Linked DNA regions of Salvelinus alpinus: region 2 is linked to region 1. The links are chromatin contacts, called in public Hi-C maps. All regions are on one chromosome and are shown on one strand. Each heading gives the region's core, a stretch centred on a gene start, on an enhancer-like site or on the middle of the called end of the contact. The rest is flanking DNA. Distances are from core to core; before and after follow the strand shown.

Region 1 (2,700 bases), core at 61-2,560:
CCTAACCACTGGCACCCATTTTGTGACTGTTCTCCTTTCCTGAATGAGTAGTCTCTTACCCAGAGTGCCGATGGTCTCCTCGCTCTGAGACACCGACTGGGCCATCATACGACTGATGCTCATCAGACTCTCTGTGATGTCACTAGACGTCTGGACCAGACTCTCCTTAGTTGCCTTCCTGAGAACACACACACACACACACACACACAGAGAGAGGGGGGGGGGGGGATGACACACTAGAACTAAATTCAATGCAATCTCAACTTTCTGTCCCTGTCACCCTATTAGAGGAGTATCTTTCAGCCTGTACATTAGGGTGTGTTGAAAATATGATTTTTCAGGTTATGAAGAATAATGATTGTAGGAATAAGAAACTGGAAATAGAGCATTAATAAAATAGCTAACAGCTGTGCCTGATGAGATGAGCACTACTCACCGCTGTCTCACAGTAGAGTCTCCACCATTCAGAAGTTGATCTTTCTCAAGGTTGTCAATGGACAGTTTACATGCCAAGTTTGCCTTCCTCCAAGCTGTCTGGTTACTGTAGATGGAAATATTATGAAAATATTCAGTCAGGGAATTCCAAAAGGTGTGAGGTCAATTGGCATGTTAAATAGGAATCTGGATCCCAATCTCTCACCTCAGATTCTGTCTGCGATGACTCTCTGTCTCACTCAGGATGGCTTGTTTGTCTGTCTCTCTGTCTTGTTCCTTAGCCATTTGTTCCATATTCTGTGAATGTAATGTATAGTTCAGATGAGTTTTTCCTAGCTAGCTAATCACAATAAATGCGATCTAAAATAAATTAGCATTGATTTACATAACTACCTGGATTCTCAGTCGCAGTTGATTTAATTTCTCTTTTACTTTGGAGTTGAAATCCATCAGCACACTTTGTGGCCCCGGACATTCTCTAATGTCCTAATCAAGAGAATATAGTATGTTTTTTTTATGTAACTGTCCATTCAATATAATCCACATTCTTGAAACAGGCTATATTGCATCGCTTGCTCTCCGCAATTAACAGTTAGCAAACGTTAGTTAGCTAGCCAGCCAAAATGAACTAGGCTAGATTAGACAGCTGGCCAAATGTACACTATCTTGGCTCACAACCGCAAATTGAAATGACACAAGGTAAACCTAATAAATAAAATAAGTTAAAAGTTGTTAAGATGGAGGTACCTGAATGAGAGCTTTAATTTCGAGATCATATTTGATTATTTCTTGTCCACAAATACGGACGTGGACATCCTGGGAAGACGCCATTTCTGTTGTTGTTGTACGGCAACTAACCCACTAATCCAAAAAGCGCGCGATACTTGAAGCGCGTTGTTTTATGAAAACGTTGACCGTGTTCATTCACTATAAATCGGACAAAATAACTAATGGACACATCTAATAAAAAATATATAGCATACATATAGCATAATATAGTGCATAGCCTATATATGAAAAGGTACTTATTTGAGTGATCATAAATAACGTTAGCAAACTAGACAGAGATCCTATTAAAATTGTTCTATAGGTCAGTGTTTTAGGTAGGGTACTCCCATGCAATTAGCCTATCTTTGGCGTCATCCTAAGCAAACTACTGACACTGTCGTTTCAACAAACGTTTTCAGCAGCCTCACGTGTCTTTTTAACATACTTGGCTCTCACAACAACAAATGATTTACATGATACATATTTCTGCCACTAATGTGTTACCCGACCTGCTAACACTGACAGTAATGCTGTGTTCAAAACAACTGGGAATTCAGAAAAATATGTCAAATCATGACGTACAGTACCAGTCAAAAGTTTGGACACACCTACTCATTCAAGGGTTTTTCTTTATTTTTTACTATTTTCTACATTGTAGAATAATAGTGAAAACATCAACACTATGAAATAACACATATGGAATCATGTAGTAACAGAAAAGTAATTAAACAAATCAGAATATATTTTTATATTTGAGATTATTAAAAGTAGCCACCTTTGACAGTAGCTACCGATGACAGCTTTGCACACTCTTGACATTCTCTCAACCAGCTTCACCTGGAATGCTTTTCCAATAGTCTTGAAGGAGTTGACGTTGAGGGAGAGGTTATTTTCCTGGCACCACTTCGCCAAGGAACCTCACCTCCTCCCTGTAGGCTGTCTCGTCATTGTTGGTAATTAGGCCTACTACTGTTGTGTCGTCTGCAAACTTGATGATTGAGTTGCAAGCGTGCGTGGCCACACAGTTATTGGATAACAGGGAGTACAGGAGGGGGCTGAGCACGCGCCCCTGTGTTGAGGATGAGCGTAGTGGAGGTGTTGCATCCTACCTTCACCACCTGGGGGCAGCCCGTCAGGAAGTCCAGGACCCAGTTGCACAGGGTGGGGTTCAGACCCAGGGTCCCTAGCTTAATGATGAGCTTGGAGGGTGCTATAGTGTTGAAGGCTGAGCTATAGTCAATGAACAGCCTTCTTACATACACTACCGTTCAAAAGCTTGGGGTCACTTAGAAATGTCCTTGTTTTTGAAAGATTTTTTTTATTTTTTGTCCGTTAAAATAACATCAAATTGATCAGAAATACAGTGTACACATTGTTAATGTTGTAAACGACTATTGTAGCCGGAAAAGGCCAATTTTTTATGGAATATCTACATAGGCGTACAGAGGCCCATTATCAGCAACCATCACTCCTGTGTTCCAATGGCACTTTGTGTTA
Region 2 (2,700 bases), core at 155-2,654, 150 kb before region 1:
GTGTGAATCAGAGGAAATCTCAGCAGAGAGACAGTCCATTTTACCTTGTCTGGGGCTCCATACTGGAGATTACCGACATCCAGAGGGGTGATGAGCGGCACGTTTTGGAAGCCATCCTCCACACTGACGGGTTTAGCGCCTTTGTCTTGTAGATTACTCCCCAGTTTAACCATCTTTACCAATAGAAAATAGTGCACTTCTCAAGCAGATGCTGTAAATATGACAGACACTGTTAGTTAATTGTACATGTCTAATTTATCAAACAATAAAACATCTACTGAGAACGCAAATCAGTGTTTTTTCTTTGGACATTACATTCATTGGATTTAAACTTTACCTTTATAATACTTTTTTACAGTCTAATAAAACGCTCTGAAACCGCGTTTTAATTTCCTAAATATTGGATAAATTAAATATTGGGGGTAAAAAAAAAAGGTGGAAAATCCCATTTTCAAACGCCATAGAGCAGGCGTCAAAATAAATCCTATGTTCGTTCATAGGCTAACTGTGCATAGGGATGCACCTGCAGTAGCCTAGCCTACTTCGCCATTCTTATCGGCCAAAAACAAAAGATCTCAAACAAAAACATCTACTTACGATGGACGCACTTGTATAAGTCCTTTTCGTTTCTTCGTCTGCTGTTTTGTTATATCAAAGACAGGATGCAAGGAGCAGATGCGTGAAGGCAGACCGGGCGTAGTTGCAATCAAAACTCAGCGATGCTGATGCAGGAAACTAGACAGCCCGATCCCTGCAGAGACTAGCGGGCTCCGTAAGCAACCCAGAACCCAATTCCAAACACTGCCTCCTCACTTTATGCTTGCATCTGGCGCCGCTAGAGGGATTTTTGAATGAAATCGCACATTTGTTATGCGTGACTTAAAAAGGACCACAAACCGCATTCAGATGTATTTTTTTAGTCTTTATCGCCACCTAGAGACTTAAAGTTAGAACTGTGCCGTGTCTGTGTCTCTCCCTCTGCATAATAGTCTATCCACTAGAGGCTATATAGGCTAGGTAAAGAAGGAAGACGGCAAGACGGTAAAAAGGGACATTAATGGACTTCAAAGTCCAAATTCGACGCATGTTTTGAGACATCAAAAGTTATTTAATGTCAAGATAGGTCCACGTCCCAAGCCATCTGTTTTGTATATCCAGCTATACATTTACATTACATTTAAGTCATTTAGCAGACGCTCTTATCCAGAGCGATTTACAATAGCCCCTACGCCACAATTAATGGAAAAGATAATCCGATGAGAAAGACAATGATCTGTCCATCATCAAATATAAATCTAGTGCATTGAAAGTGTTAGCCTATGTTTTTATTTGTCTGTATGTACGTTATATTAAAGGGCGGTATTTTCCACCTGTTTAATCTGGCCATCAATACCAAAATCTGTTTCACTAAACACCACAAGAGGGTGCAAATATACAGGAAAACATGCATCCATCCCATCAATCCACTGTATGAACAAGTAAAAAAGGTGGAATTGGGAGCTGGGGTGGGGGAGACCTATGGGCGGGTTATGGTTAGAGTTAGGTTTGTGCTTAGCATTACAGCTGTAGGGCCATTGCTATACCCTTTTAGGGTTAGGGTTTGCCGTTATTATTACAGCTGTAATGCTAACCTCAAACATAACCCTAACCCTAGCTCCATTTGTCCCTTACCTTGAGAAACAAACTTTTGCCCTCAGAATAGCCTCAATTCATCAGGGCATGGACTCTACAAGGTGTCCAAAGCGTTCCACAGGGATGCTGGCCCATGTTGACTCCAATACTTCCCACAGTTGTGTCAACTTGGCTGGATGTCCTTTGGGTGGTGGACCATTCTTGATACATTCAGGAAACTGTTGAGCGTGGAAAAACCCAGCAGCGTTGCAGTTCTTGACACAAACCGGTGCGCCTGGCACCTTCTACCATACCCCGTTCAAAGGCACTTATATAAATCGTTTGACTTGCCCGTTCACCCTCTGAATGGCACACGTACACAATCCATGTCTCAATTGTCTCAAGGCTTAAAAATACTTATTTAACCTGTCTCCTCCCCTTCATCTACTCTGATTGAAGTGGATTTAACAAGTGGCATCAATAAGGGATTATAGCTTTCACCTGGATTAATCTAGTGAGTTTATGTCATGGAAAGAGCAGGTGTTCTGAATGTTTTGTACGCTCAGTGTACTTGTTGTACTGTAGATATAAATAGTGGATGCATCCAAGAACCATATATGTGCCTTTTGAAAATAATTAAATAGACTTCATGAATCATTACAGAAAGTATGGAAAATATGTATGAAAACAAGTACAATTGAAAACAAGTAGAATTGAAAAAGAGGTTTCTTTTAATAATGACACTTGATGTGGGTGTACAAATTCCCCACCCCCCCTTTTTTTTGGACAATGTCATAATTTTTCTAAACGCACATGCATGGTTGAGTTGAGTTGAGTTTATTTTTATTTTTACAGGGACAGTGCACATTAATCAACGTTTCAGTAAAAGTGCCGGTTTTAGCCAGCCGGCTAATTTTCAACCGCAGTCCCTGGGCAGGTTATTAAAAACAATTACAATATAGACAATAGCAACATAGAACAAGCAAGACATAGCAACATAGGACAAGCAAGACGTAGCATACAGACAGAGCAACATAGAACAAAAAGCAGCAAGACAAAATTCATAAAAGCAACAAAGTGTTTCCACAC

Evidence for each region. Hi-C and Micro-C count contacts between places; a contact is called where the count stands out from the background.
Region 2: a Hi-C map of muscle shows a contact between it and region 1, with 4 times the contacts expected there. The contact joins the promoter of LOC139583485 here to the promoter of LOC139583453 in region 1. A contact is called at or near these places in 2 of 3 Hi-C or Micro-C datasets (muscle and red muscle).

Annotation. Positions count from the first base shown.
Region 1 is chr1:65,706,516-65,709,215 of SLU_Salpinus.1, reverse strand. LOC139583453 (vesicle transport protein SEC20-like) reads right to left here and starts at 1,310. Exons shown (of 6, transcript XM_071414581.1): 1 at 1,183-1,310; 2 at 829-921; 3 at 641-732; 4 at 437-541; 5 at 60-178. The coding sequence starts at 1,266.
Region 2 is chr1:65,854,644-65,857,343 of SLU_Salpinus.1, reverse strand. LOC139583485 (neuronal vesicle trafficking-associated protein 2-like) reads right to left here and starts at 1,404. Exons shown (of 5, transcript XM_071414621.1): 1 at 598-1,404; 2 at 45-211. The coding sequence starts at 173.